2 separate regions of the Anser cygnoides genome follow, and region 2 is linked to region 1. A link is a contact called in public Hi-C data. All regions are on one chromosome and are shown on one strand. Each heading gives the region's core, a stretch centred on a gene start, on an enhancer-like site or on the middle of the called end of the contact. The rest is flanking DNA. Distances are from core to core; before and after follow the strand shown. Region 1 has its middle 45 kb from the start of GPR20. Region 2 has its middle 19 kb from the start of PTP4A3.

The links. A called contact is a pair of places that touch in the nucleus more often than the background predicts.
Region 2: a Hi-C map of fetal liver shows a contact between it and region 1, with 2.4 times the contacts expected there. The contact joins two enhancer-like sites. A contact is called at or near these places in 5 of 7 Hi-C or Micro-C datasets (fetal liver, granulosa cells and liver).

The regions. Positions count from the first base shown.
Region 1 is chr2:159,902,536-159,909,861 of Taihu_goose_T2T_genome, forward strand. No RefSeq gene overlaps it. Among named protein-coding and RNA genes, the nearest start is that of GPR20, 45 kb to the left of the region's middle. Within about 2 kb of position 4,751, at least 2 of the 3 cell types and tissues checked have open chromatin away from gene starts, as enhancers often do. A contact at or near this core is called in fetal liver, where this site is marked.
Region 2 is chr2:159,967,317-159,974,642 of Taihu_goose_T2T_genome, forward strand. No RefSeq gene overlaps it. Among named protein-coding and RNA genes, the nearest start is that of PTP4A3, 19 kb to the left of the region's middle. Within about 2 kb of position 3,290, at least 1 of the 3 cell types and tissues checked has open chromatin away from gene starts, as enhancers often do. A contact at or near this core is called in fetal liver, where this site is marked.

The sequences.
Region 1 (7,326 bases), core at 3,501-6,000:
TCCCTGCAATAAAGGCTGGCACAATGGGAAATGCACCATAAACCAAATGCAAGGCTGTGGGATGAAACTCTCTGCTGAGCTGCACACTTTGTTTAGGGGGGAGCAGAGCTGAGAAATGGTCGTGAGCCCCCTTTTTCCTTGGGGGGATGAATTCAGAGCAAGGCTGGGCTCTGACGGAGCAGTTTGCAGAGGTCTGCAGAGCAGACACTGCTCTCCATCACTCCCGGGGTTAGCAGTCCCCAAAGCCATGCCAGTCACAAGGATGGTTTATGGCCTCCCAAAAGAGCCAGTTGCAGAGTTGGGTTGCAAACCACCAGAGAAGGCTTAGCAAACCCAGCAGGGATGCTGCTGGCACAGCGAGCTGCTTTTACACCACACCCCGGCTTTTTTTTTTTTTCCCTTGTTTTCCTAAAGAAGCAAGATTTATGTGAATCATCCTGGGCAGTTTCAACCCAAATGACGCTGAGGCTGAAAAGCCCTCAAGGAGGTTATGTTCCCTCCAGATTTTCGGGGGAAAAGCAGCCACTGCCCTTGGGGAGCATGGCATTGAGGGGAACCTTCCTCTGCTTGGCAGGATCAGGGCGAAGCCTCCCTAAAACCACGGGGCAAAAAAAACCCCAAAAAACAGTCTGAGACCCGAGCCAGGCCTCCACATGAGCCGGGGTGGAGCTCCTTGAGCCGGGAGAAGCCGGGGAGGGCTGGAAGGGCAGTGCTGGGCCACCCCGCCCTGTCTGCTTGGCCAAAGCTCTTCCTCTCCCCTTGATCCCATGCCAGCAGCTCTCCCGCTGGAAACACACGGCAGTGATGTTTTGGGGTGCCCTGCCCCAGGCTCCTGTGTGTCACGGTGGTGCCAGGTCTTGCACTGACAGCTCCTCATGGTGGGGTCTCCATGCGGCATCGTGACCATCACTCTGGCTTTCAGGGCTCCCAGCTCTCCTGTTCTGGGCTGGACAAGGGAATAAAGTTGGGAATCACCTCTCTTGGCTGCCCACATCCTCTGCAAATCATGCCTGTGATTGCACCAGCCTGATGTTGAAGGAGACCATGGGACCAGGTAGTTTCTCACCCAAACTGTCCACCAAGCCAAAGTGGGTTCGGGGTAGGGTCCCATGCTTGGCACTGTGTGTCCATGCTGGACTGAGCCCATCCATGGGCTAACAGGGGATGCTTTTGGCATCTCCTTCCACTAACAGCAGGACAAGTGATGCTGGGAGTGCTCTGCTGCCTGGTGGGAGGACACAAACCAGGTTCCCTGTTCGGTTAGTCCATCAGGAATGGGCAAACCCGGCCCTGTGATGATGAGCAGAAGAGAACCGAAAAGGCAGGACGCTTGGATTCATCTTGCCGGGTTGTCATCTCCCCCCTCCAGATTTATCACCCGCTGCTAATTGGAGGCAGCCGGCTCCGACTGATGTGGACAAGCCCTGGTTGCGTGCTCGCAGGCGGGGGGAGCAGGCTTTGTCCCCCCCAAGCAAAGGGCTCCTTGGCCGCTCGAGCTCTGCTCGTGTCCTCAGAAGCTCGCAAGCTGAGCGGGGCGGCGATGGAGAAAAATGCAGGGCAGCAAAAGCAAAGCTAGGAATTGATTTTCTAGGGTGAGCACAGCCCAGAGCTAAGCTTTTCTTCCAGCACCAGACTTTCATAGGGGGACAATTATATTTATTTATTTATTTTTTCGGTGTGGCCCAAACAGACCCCAGAGGGGAGAAAACTAAACCCGCTGCATCCTCCTGGTGCAGTCAAACCCAAAGACAGCATCTGCTTTCACCTTCCCGTTTGCCAGGAGCTGTGGGTCCCAGCCCCCTTGGACCCCCCTCCCTGGATGGAGGCAGAGGAAGCGACCCCTCCCCAGCTATTGTCTGCCCACCCTGAGGATCCCCCCATTGTCTTCCTCCCCCCCCCCATCGCCTTCCTCGCACCCGGGGAGTCCCCGCGAGCCTCGGTGGGAGGAATCTGGGCTGAGCTTGCAAGGAGCGTGAGGGCCCCGCGGCGCAGTTTGGTTTGGCAGCCCTGTGCGGACAATAAAAGGTCAGGCTGCAGAGGAACTTGTTTTGGGTTTATTCCCTGGCTTTTGTTCAAGGCTGTGTCCTTAAGGACGCTGATTCTCTACCCTGGTGGCAGGCTGAGAGCATGGGTGGGCAGATGGCTCTTTGTGCCGGCTGCTTTTTAATGTTGTAGATGATTTTGCTGGAGGAGAAGAGAAAAATGGGGTGGGTGCAGGCACCAAGACAGCAGTGGGACTGGGCACTAGGATCTGGCTCGGTCTTGGGTCCAAAACCTGAGACATCTTCTTTTATGGACTGATGTCTTCCTGAGCTTCTCAGGGAAGGGGTGGCCTCCTCCAGCATCATGTCTGACCCTAGAGTCCATCCCGATCCTTGCCATCCTGCAGCCCGTGAGTCAGAGCCCACTGCACGCTGTTAACACCCAGAAAGGGCTTTGCAGCCTCACCCAGCTGCACCTGGAGCATCTCTCCACCACCACCACCTCCTCTCCTTGGCAGCTCTACAAAGCCACAGGGGGATGCTGTGAGCCCCCGTGAGCCTAGCCAAATTGCACCTACTTCCTACCTGGGCTTCCCAAAAAACCTCAGCACGCAATAGGGAAACCCATTCTTGGACAAAGAGCAGCTGCTTGAAGCTCAACCCGAGCAAGACTGAAGCTCAGCTCCATGGGAGATGCAAAGGCTTTGATGAGCAGGCCAGCATCTCCTCTCAGTCTCCAGGACCCATACTAATGTGGTGCTAAGCCTCGGGAGCCTGCTGAACAGCTCAGCTGCCTTTACGGGCCAGACACGTCTAGGAGTGATGTCAGGCTAATAATAACAGGCTGATGGTTAATAATAACAGTCTGATGTAGGATCTGATTCATAAAAACATAGAGAACAGTAATATAAAAAATGCCAGTCAATGTGGTTTTATATCAAAAAGGTCTCGTTGTACCAACTTGATTTTGTTCTTTTAGATCGTAAGATTGGTTTATAAACGTTACTGCATGTGCAACATGCTTGTAAAATGCTTGATTTGTACAACGTGGCATTGCAGGGGAGGGAAAAAAGCCCCATACAACATCAGTAGAGCACATGTGAAATGAGCTAAGCATTGGCCAACTGACAGATCTCAAAAAGCGGTGATCAATGGGGAGTCGTTAATGACTGGATCTGTTTCTTCTGAGGAAAATCCAAAGCCACGCAGTATTTCCCACCAGCAGGCTGGAAATGAACCCTAAATTGCTCCTGGTGAAGCCGGGAAGGGATTAAAAATAGTGGAGCGGTGTGGACAGATAGCCACAGGGAGTGGTCATTTGGATGCAGAGTTCAGCCCAGCCAGGCAGAAAAGTTTTATCCCTGGGGAAGGGGACCTCAGCGAGGGCTGGAGAGATTGAGGTGTGCAGCTCAGCCTTGTCGATGGCACGATGGATCGTGTGGGAACAGCTGATGGAGCCAGACATCTTTCTGCAGAGCTTTGTGTTTGGTAAACCTTCATCTTAGGAGAAAAACTCCCTCAACTCAAAACAGATGAGAGGTTGAGTATGGGGTGCATGTGGGAAAGTGATTTATCTGTTTTGGATGGTGTCTGAGATTGGGTGTAACGTTTGGGTCTGGTGTCTGCTCTCCATAGAGGATGCTGAAGGTAACAGTGAGAGGCTGAGGACTTGGACATCCCACCAGGCTGCTGCAGCTCAACAAATGTCTGCCCATCCCTTGGACCATGCTGATCACAGAAAAGCTGCATTTCTCTCCACAGCCAAAAGCAGCTTTCTGGGCTTGGTAAAGTTGTTTCATGGACCATGCTGTGCAGAAAGTCATATTAGCTGGGCCTTCATAATTATTGGTGAATTGTGTTTGTGGGGAGCATGCAGTTTGGACATAGGTCCCTCTACAGCTGGGGATGCCTTGACCCTAAAACAAGGTGTTGGAGGAGACAGCCACAGCTTTAGGAGAAGGTGCATGTCCCAAGAGGAATAGCTCTCTGGAGTCTGTTGCAGCTTTGCATCCTATAAGCTGTAAGATATTTTTTTCTCTGCTGGGATCACCGTGGGACCGCTGGATAGCCCAGGCTGGAAAGGACCCCAGCCCAGCCTCCTGATCAAAGCAATGTTAGCTACTGGGGTCATCCCAGCCTGCTCAGGGCTTTGTCCTGAGACCCTCCCAGGATGGAGTGTGCAGATGAACAGGCTGTGGAGCTGCACCCACAAGGACTCAGCCACACTTTGTGTCTGGGCCACTTGGCTACAGGTGGGGTAGATACAGCTGTCACAGCAGGCTGTTTTTCGGCTGTTTTTGGATGTTTTCTGCACTGCCAAGTTGAGTTATCTCCTTCCAGTTAGCACACGCGGAAGGTTTAAAACCCAGAATGAGCCCCAAGACCTTTGCCCCTGGCATTTGGCAGCACCCGGTGAGTTTTCATATGATCCCTCTTGATTACAGCCCTGCTTCGGGGTGCTGAGCATCCACACACCAAAATCAAGACCCCTCTCAGTGCCTTGAGCCCGGATCCCTGCCCTCTGTCACCCACCGTGAATCGGTCCCGGGCTGAAGTCAGCACCGCTTCCAGCGCCGCGGTTATCCCCACGAGGCGGAGGAGGCAGCCCTCGCATCGTGCTTCTCCCGGCACCCAGCTGGCAGGTCTCTAATTATCTCCCACCCCCGGTCCTTGGCCCGAGCCCCGGCTTGGCCGTGACACGTCCCTGGAGGCTGCCCGGTTCCTGTGGGAGAGCCGCGCAGCCTCCCCTGCTCCGCGAGCCCCAAGGGAGATGTTGCAACAGAAACCAGCACCTGCAGCCAGGGATAGGCATTTTCCACCGCCGCTGCTTTCTGCAGGGAACTCCCTGGCTGCACACGTAGCTCTCCGTCGGGATGCGGGAGAGGCTGTCAGTTTAAATTTTTATTATAATTTTTTTAAGGGTGCTCTGACACAGATCCAGGTGGCTGTTTGGCAGCGGCGCTTTCTCCTTGGCTGCTGACACTGTCAGCAAATGACTCAGCCCTTTCCAGGCTCCGTGCAAGCCTCTTCTCCTCCTGCCACTCAAACATTTTCTCTCCCTGATGGCTGAAATGAGTTCTCTGCCCCTCAGGTCCTGCCTGGCGAGCAGGGCAGCATGACTCCCTGGCATGGTCACATCAAGGAGCAGCGATTTGCAAAAATCCCTTCTGAAGCGTGGGGCTGGTGGCATGTGCCTGGGCAAAGCATTTCTCTTTCCCCTCCTTGTTCTGTTTGCAGGGAAAGCTCCCAGGGCAAAACCCACCTCCAGCGATCCGAGTCCCTGTACCTTTGCCAAGCAGCACTTAATTTCTCACTTGACTTTTTAGCTGCATTTCTTGAGAACATTTTAATTTTCTTCCCAACCCAAGATCTGCCCTACATTTTCGTCCTTAGGAACACGGGAGTTTCCAGATACCACAGTGCAAGTGGGGCAGCACCTCCCATCCTCCTGTGCCTGATACATGCCCCGGCCCCACAAAGCTCTCCAGACCCCAGGGAGATGTGGGACCTTCTCCCCCACAGCCTGCCATCACCTCACAGCCTCTCCCTGATGCTGTTGGTGTTGTTGTTGGAAGTCCCTTTGCAGACAGCTCCATGTCCTCAGGTGGAGATGTTGCAAACCCCGAGCAGGTTGATGGGAACAGTGAGAGAGGTGTTATGCCCAAGAGAAGGTGGTGTTGGCTTTGAAATCCAATAACACTCTGAAAAAAACAAGGGGAGGTTTGTCACAGCTCAGTGTGCTGCAAACGGGGAACAAAGTGGCACTCATGAAGCATTTTTTATCCAGTTTCATGAACCTGGACCATGGCTTCACTGAAGTCTCTGCTGCTTTTTCCTCCATGGCTCTGCTGAGAGCTGGCTTTCTGACATGGGTTAATAATGTTGATGGAGTGAGTTTAGAGTGATCGGTCATCTCCCAAGGCTTTGCGGGTCTCCAGAGTGGGTCTCCATGTGAGCTGGATGTCTGCAGGAGTTTGGTCCCTCATGAGTCTCCAGTATCGACTCTTGACTAGATACCTGCTGACTGGAGAGCTGGGGATGAGACCACGCGATGGATGCCCACCTTGAGCTGGCTGGATCTCACTGATTTTGGTTCTGGCATGACTGAAGGCTCTGAGATATGTGGTTTTGGTAGGCTCACAGGTACCCACTCCTCCACCGAGGAGCTGCGAGTTGGGAAGAGATGCCAGGACCCACGAGTGACCAACCCAGACCCTTCCAAACACCCCAATTTGCTGGGCTTCTGTCATGCTCCTCTTGAGGACGGGTGCATGGAGAGGCACCAGCCTGGCCTGGAGCAGAGTTGGGGGCTGGCCTGCAAAGGGGTGCATGATTTTTGGTGACGGAGGGCGAGGAGGAATGCAGGCAGGTAGGAGACAGCATGTACGGGCAGGAGCGCGGGCGGGTGTTCCTCCAGCACACATGCTTGCGTTCAAGAAGTCCCCCTGGCCCTTCTGGTGGGGAGGAAAGGCAGCAATTAGGCTGATTGAAGGCCCAGTTGCTTATTGCACAAACCTGGAGGCAGTGCCCCTTGCAGCTGCCTGGTTCAAAGCGGGTGGGGAGATAAAGATCTGCCTTGCAGAGCGCTTGGGGAGCGCTGGGGCGAACCAAGGACATCTTTGGCTACGGTGCCCCGGTGTGATCTGACCTGCAATTCTCCCTTCTTGCAAGCCGGCATCTTGCTGAAAAGTCTCCCTGAGCCTACAGCAGTGCAAGGGGACTTTCCTCCCCCCTTCCCTGCTTACCCCACCCAAACCCCTGTAATTACTCAGGAGCTCACACAATTAGCGTCAGCCTTCCTTCCTTACCAGTCTGTTCTTGCAAACTGCTGTTCCTTGGCCTCCATGGAGCCTCCAGTCTTTGCCTTCCTGCCTTGGCCATGGGGGGCAGAGTGGAAAAGCCAGCTGGTTTCATGAGCAAAGCCTGGTTTTGTTCCCCATGGCTGGTCTCTGCCCGTGGTGAAACACTGAGCAGGTCTTACATGGGTGAGGTGTGAGCAGTGTCTCTTCTAGGTGGACTCTCGTGTCCAGCAAAGGTTGAGCTGTGGTCTACTGGACATACTGCTTAGAATCATAGGATGGCTTGGGTTGGAAGGGATCTTAAAGATCATCTAGTTCCAAACCCCTGCCATAGGCAGGGATGCCACCCACTAGATCAGGTTGCCCAAGGCCTCATCCAGCCTGGCCTTTGACATCTCCAGGGATGGGGCATCTACAACCTCTCTGGGCACCTATTCCCATGCCTCACCTTCCTCTGAGTGAAGAATTTCTTCAGAATGTCTTTCCTTTACCTGCTGTTGTTACTGGCCCTGTAGGAACGTGGTGATGTTGGGAGCTCTCATGCT
Region 2 (7,326 bases), core at 2,040-4,539, 63 kb after region 1:
AGGTGTCCAAGTACAGTAAAATGAGATTAACAGAGCCAGCAGGGGAAAGACAGTAGGAAACATATAGCTCTACAAAGAAGAAGCAAGAAGCTGGGACAGGCAATCAAATGACCTCTTTACAAATAAATGGTAGGTACCAAAGAGGTGGGTCTGGTCAAGAAGAAACTTTCACATCCATCAAATTCTTTGTGAGGGTCCTTCTGGAAGGGAGAGAAGCAGCAGCTGCCATGTGCCTTGGCTCCTGCAAGGCTTTCATCCCTGATTTTCTCCCAAACCATCTAAAATGTATGGCTCGGATGCTTGTTAACGTGGCCTCCTAGAGGGGAAGGGAAAGGTGAGCGTGGCTCTGCAGGGTGGATGAACTAAGAGAGGAGGCTTATTTGATCTGCAGAACGTGACGAAGACCGCGAATGGCACTGGAGGATGAAGCTGGGATGTAGGGCGGCTTCATCTTAGGGGAGGAATAGCCAAAAAGAAAGTAGAGTGAGCTTCAGCTGGGAGAGACACGGGGTGGAATAAGGCAGCAGCAGCTGCACAAATACAGAATGGGGAACAACCGGTTTGGGCAATGGGTTACCAGGCGAATGTGAGTCAGGAAATCCACCCGCTTCTAGAGGGAGCAGAGAGCACGCTGAGAGGTGTAAACAAGCACATAGCCCGGCCTGAAAGTCAAAGTTACGTGCTTGGAAGTGGGGCAGTGTATTTTTGTCACCGTGCTCTAAGTCAGGAAAAGAATGATAGAAAGAGCTGGGAAATCTAACGTAGGAGGAAAAGCTTGCAGAACTGGGGTTTTTAGCTTAAGAAGGAGAAGCCCAGTCCCCCTGGGTTATCACAGAGGTCTTCGTGATGTAAGAATTCACTGTAACAGAAAAAGAAATGTTGGCACAGCCTGCTGAATTTCTCTTACAAATACATCCTGAATTCTCCTGAGATTAAATATGGCTCAGTTAATAGGAGAGGCCATTCTTCTGGGAACCAGCATCACATACAGATAACTAATGATTACGAACGCTGCAGGATATGAGAGCCTGAGCAAAGTTTTTGACTGCGAGGTGCTCCAGCAACTCTTAACTCACTGTGGACATCTGGGATTTGATAAAGCCGTTGCCAAAAAGGAGTGCGGAGATGTACTAATTATATAGACTACAGTGCAGCAACGATGCCAGCATAACTCTTATTCCTGCCTATATTCAGTATGATATTCATTGTCAGCTGAAATCTCTTGGGAACTTTGCTCTTTTCTTTTTATTGAGCCTGGCTGTTTAATGGCTATTAAAACCGAGCGGTATTATTCATTCTGAAATAGCATGTCCAGCAAATGAAGTTATATTTTTCTTTCGCTCTTAAATCCAGTCTGTTACAGATTAATTTGCAGTTCCTAATGGCTCGAGCAGCATGAGGTAATATTTCAGGAGATGGGTTGTTTTTCTGCCTGTCTGTGCCCCTGCAGATGTGAACAGATAAATCAGGGTGTGGAGTATCTGTCCTCGCTGAACGAGTCAAATGGTGAGGACAGGGAGTGCTCCTCCAGCGAACGTTGAGCCATGCTTCCCTTTAGATATGATGAGGGCATGGTCTTCGTGGTCTTCAGGGATGCAAGCAAGGCCATGGTCTTCACCAAGGATGCAAACAAGGCCGTGGTCTTCGCCAAGGGTGCAACCAAGGCCACCCAGGGCTGCCAGCAGGAGGCCCTGCAATCTCAGGAAGAATGTGAAATGCTCACCGTGCCATGGACCTGCTGCCCAAATCCTGCTCAGGAGGTGTCAGCAAGGAGATCCCCATGGTGCCTGGTCCCAAGAGCTCTTATGCCAGTCCCACATATGTTGATTAAGGTGTTCAGTGCCTTCTGATCAAGCAGGAGCATCTTCAAACGCGCTGTCCAAGACTTTGATAGCCTCAATGGGCAAGAGGCATCTCGTGGCCGGGAGCGGTGGCTGCGGCAGCAGGTCCCTCAGCTGCTCGATCTGCTCTGCTGCCAGCCCTTCAAACACTGGGAGAACCACATAAGGCAACAAGCCCCAGGTGAGTAAAGAGGAATGCAACAAATAAACGGCATATCCAAATCAGTTCAGATTGATTTTATAACAAATAAATACCGGCTTTCTGGGCTGTGAGCTGTTTTGTTTTATTTGCAAGGGTCTGCCCCCAGCTGCCAGGGCTCTGGTGTCTGAGCAAAGCCACCCTGGCCATGCTCAAACAGCAGATGTGGGTGGAAGAACAATGAATTTCCCAGGTGCTTTTTTCTCCTTTTGCTGGCAGCCTTCACCCCCTGAGCTGCTCCGAGATAAAACAGTGAGGAGAGAAGGATTCAGCCCCTCCTGCCTCTCACATGGCTCTGCAAAGCAGCAGCGCAGTGCTCTGGCTTTCGTTTGCCGGTGGCGGTGGAGAGGAGCTGACAGAGCCTTGGCCTCTTCCTCTTCCTCCTCCTCCTCCTGCTCTTCATCCCCAGGAGCTGGGACTTCCTGTGGTTTGGCAGGAGCTCTGTAAACACGCTCCCTAAAGTGCCTCTCCCCCCACCGCCTGCCACCACCGCAAGCCCTTGCAAGAGAGGAAACACCGCTGCCGGGAACGTGGAAGGGGATTTCCATGAGGTCGGCCTCCTTCGGTCCTCTGCGGGGCTGGAGGATGCCAGGATTCCTCCCACCAGCCCCAGACGATGCTGGAAGATGTCCCATTCCACCCGGTGTAGGGTTGGGACAGCACCCAAACAGCACCGGGGGGGTTCAGCTGGCTCCATCCTGGTTTTGGAGAGCACCCCACTTGCCTTACAAAATGGGAGGGAGCCCTGTGTCCTCACTGGCCACGGTCCTGTCCCTGGCACAGCTGATAGCTGTACAGTTTCCTGCTTTCTTGCTGAATTTGGGGTGCCTCCCAGCGGGGTCCTGTCTCCAAACCCTTCAGTCCCCATCGAAGGGTGCCCGGGCATGAGCAGTGCCAGCTCGCAGACTGCATGGAGAGTTAAATATCTGGGCTGCGGACCATTTTGTGAGCCAAAATCCCATTTCTGCTGGGTTACAGCCACGTACCTCCCTCTGCACCCCAAGGCTTAGGGCCGTGGCCTGAGGCAGTGAGATATCCCCCTCCCATCCCCTCTTCCCCCTTGAGGTGTCAGATCCTGGGCCGTCAGCACGTCTGGTGTCGGGACCATCTCCAGGTGCCTGGACCAGGACACCTCCTGAGGGCCACCCCAACCCGAATCACCCAACGGTCAGACCTCGGATTTTGGGGAGGGAAAGGGGTTTTCCATGGCTTTCCAATGTGGGGACCGGGGCAGGGGGGACAGAGAGTAAATGCAGTGCATGGGTGACATCTAATGTCATATTGGGGTAACACAGGCTGCTTGTTCCAAGCTTAATCCTACTAATTGCAGGGGCTTCGGTGTGAGAGGAAGGATCGGGCCCATCTGGCTCTGAAGGGGCACTTTCTTCGCAGGGGAAAGGAGAATATTCACAACATTTCACTTCCAGCTTCGCACCGTGGAATCGAGACACCGGGCTGCTCTGCGCCGCTGCCATCCTGCTGGGATCTGCCCCAAATTCCCCTGCCAGGGGACAAATTGCAAGGGGGGCACCATCTTCCCCCCTCGGTGGACACCTGCAGTGAGGATCAAGCCGCCTTTTCCTCCACACCTGCCCAATGTCCCCATGCCACCAACCCTGTGCCCCACAACTATAATTAGCTAATTTTTCCTCAATGCTAATCAATCAATGCTAATTTTTCACTGGCAGAAAACAAGAAACTTGTTTTTACATCAGGGGAACCTTGTTTCTTAGGGAGGGTGGGTTTGAATGGCTCGCCCATCTCCAGGACATTTTTTGGGGATAGGAAGTGACTTTGAAAGTTTTGCTTAAAATTTTGGGGTTTGGGTCTATAAAAGACTCTGCACTTAAGAAGTTCGGTCAGTTTGTATTTTGAAATAAACCGTTTTTAAAGCACTGAAAGGGAAAACTCAGGGCTGAATACATTTTGCTTGGCAAGACCCACTTTTCAAATACTAATATTTGATGTTTTGCTTTGTGTACAAATATTTGACTTTTTGCTTTGCTTTCTGAGAGTGTATGTGTGCCTCTGCACATATGCGTATAAAGGTACTTAAAAAGACTCTTGCAAAACACCAAAGAGCTGGGAAGAAGGACTCCTCCACTACGTCTTTGGAAGAGGTCCATGTTAAGGACTATTCCCATCTCCCTGCTTCGTTAGGTCTTCACAAATAGAAGCTAATCAGCAAGACTATTTCTCCCCACTTGTCTATTAGGAGAAAGCAATTAAATGAGAGCTGTGGCTCCCGGTATGCACTTAGCCTGACCGTGGCTATTTCTCCTCCCAGCATGAAGAATGCCTTTAGGGCTGCAGGTTCTGGGGGTGTCAGGCTCTTGGGGGATGCTCTCTCTGCTGGTCTCTGGCACATCCTCCAGGAAAGGGAGGGATGAGCCTGCTCCGGGGGCACAGCTCCAGATGGCCCTGCTGCTACTGGGGTGATCTGCTAGGGTAGACTTGAAGGAAAAGGTCAGACAAATCAAAGGATGGAGACAGACAGCTCAGCCTTGGCCCTTTAATATATTTCCCAAAATAACGGGAATAACAAGAGTATTTGGCTCATCCCTAACGTGTCATGCTGTGTGGAGGCTGGACCCTCCACTTTCCCGGAGTGCTAAATTAATTTGCTGGTGTTTATATTTGCAGAAACTCTTTCAGAGCCTTGGGGAGCCACTTACAGCCCCATCAGTGGCTTACTGAACCCAGGAAAACACGCGCCATTAGGACCAAAGCAAACCCCAACTGTTCCTCTCCTGCCTAATGACAGCAATTAGCGCTTGATGACACTCTGCAAACATTAGTTAATTATTCCTCAGAGCTTCCTCTGGGAGGAGAGATGTTATTTTTAGCGTGTTTTGCACAGAGGGAAACTGAGGCAGGAGAACTGAGGAAGGGACAGAGATGGGGACAGAGGCCAGCACTGTGGCTGCAGTCCTGAACATGCCCCCTGCTTCTCTGTTTGCCCTAAGTGCATCAAAACACGTATTTCCTAGTGCCAGAAGGCTTTTTTGGATAGGAAGCAGCATTTTATTTTTATTTTTATTTTTTCAAAAAGGGGCATTTGCCTTAACCCACCAAGCAAAACATTTTTTTTTTTTTTTTTACCTCCAAACTGGCCATTTTTGGAGAACGAAAATCAAGGATATTTTTGGCTTTCCTGTTTCTGCTTCTTCCTGCTCTCTCTCTCATTCCGCCTTTTCAGGGCAAAACTCAAAGAAATTGAGAAAAGCAGAAAACTTTAACATGTTGAAATGCATGCCCGAAAGAGAAAGAAGGGCTAGAATCCCTTCATGTGCAGAAATCAGCTAGGAAACTTCTCAACTCCTCCCTGATGGTGTTTAAGTAGCTCCAGTATTTTACATGACATGATTATTATATTTTTTTCAAAGACAGTCATTTATTACTCTTATTTTTATTATTTTTTAATTTATTTTATTATTACTTTTTTTTTTTTTTTTTTTTTTTCACTGGAGTTTTACTGTCTTGTGAAATCCCTTAGCTGCTGGAGAGGACAGATATTTGGTAGGTTTGTCTAGGTAGGTGAAAGAAATATACATAAGCCTGCTTCATAAAGATGCCAGGCACAACGCTGGTGTCAAGTCATGTAACTTTATTGTTAGTTTTGCAATATTTGAGGTTTTCCCTGATATATCTAGCTCCTGGGACCCTCTAACATATGATATTCTCAGGTTTCATGATCAAAAAGTGAATGCTGGCTGGGAAACGCAAGCTGGGAATACAGCCGAAAGATGCCAAGGTTGTTGCTGCTGCTGCTGTTGTTATTATTATTCATAAATGTCAAAGTCTCTTGTGGGTTTTGAAGCCAGGCATTTGAGTTTTAAGGGCTGACTCAGGATTTTTCAGTGTCTGGAATTGGCTGCAAGTGCCTCTGAGTGCCAGCCGCCCCGGTGGGAGCCGTCAGTACAGCTTGCTCCGATGTATAGAGTGGGTACCTACTTTCTATCAGTTCATTTCTTCGTTTCTTCAGCTGTAGGCTGATAAATAAGACATTGCTGATCCTGAATAAACTATCTAAAGCCGAGGGTTCATATAATCAGCCGCAAAATTTCCACTGACCTGGGTTTGCTTACAAAACACTTAAATAAGGGTACGCCTTATTTTAAAAAAAAAGTAACAGATTTTCTATTATAAATTTGTTTTCTATTAGTTTGTCAGATAATTAACAGGCTACGGCATTTTGCTAAAATTATTATACATGTGACATCCCCCCCTCAGGCAAATGTGCTTAGGATTCAGCATAGATATATCTGAAAATGTGCCCTCTCCTTTCTGTGATCTCCGTATCTCTGGTGCATAGCTATCAGCCCAAACCCTTGAATCAAACATCTGCCTCCACCAGGAAAATCAAGGCCAAGCAGGGAACCAGCTGTTTAATTTTCTTTCCAAGTCACCCATCCCTTTCCAGTGTGCTCTGAAAATCCCTCAGATCTGAAGGCCTCTGTGGTGCATCCCCAGATTGTGATCTAAATCCTGAATCTTTGAAGATTTGACCCCATGGGGTGTTGGGAGAGTCCCGTTAGCATGGATCAGACCCCGGGGGAAGGCTGTGAAGATGCAGAGCTCTCCCCGTGGAAAGCAGGCAGATGTCTGGCTTCTCGAGAGATGGTGCATCCCCTGTCTTGAAAACATCCCGCCTCCTTTGCTTCTTCTCCTTCTGTACCCTGTAAAGTTTCCAGCTGGATTTGGGATTATTTTTGCCAGAGCTTGCCTGGGAAGTGCCTGTGACCTGAGCCATCAGCCACCATCACCACCTTCCTTCTCCCAGGGTTAAACTCCAGGGGGGATATGGGGAAAATATTACTTTTCTGCCTCAATCGTTGCTGTCATTTAATTGTTTATTTATTTTATGGTGAATAAAGGTTATAAGTATCCATAAATAATGTCATTATTTATGTGGACAACTACATCTGTAAGAACTTTAACCGTTTGAGGGCTTGCACAGGAATTAAGTTGGGCCACCTTCTGCACTGTGATGCTCTTCACCTCCAAGAAACTGCATTTCTCCCAAGGAAATCTCCCCTATAAACTGTGTTAATGTCACAAAAGCTCTTCACATTTCCATAAAGGAGGAGAAGAGCACCCTCTTTCTGGGTGATTTGTGCTTCTTGCCGTTTACTACTTTTCTTAGCTCTATAATGAGACTGGTGCTGGCTCTATCATGATGTGCTGCTGAAGGTGCCCACCAGGGACTGTACTCATTCAGGAGTCTGTGAACAGAAAATGCTAAATGTGAGCACCCCTGAATGTTTGCAACTAAATTTGATTTTT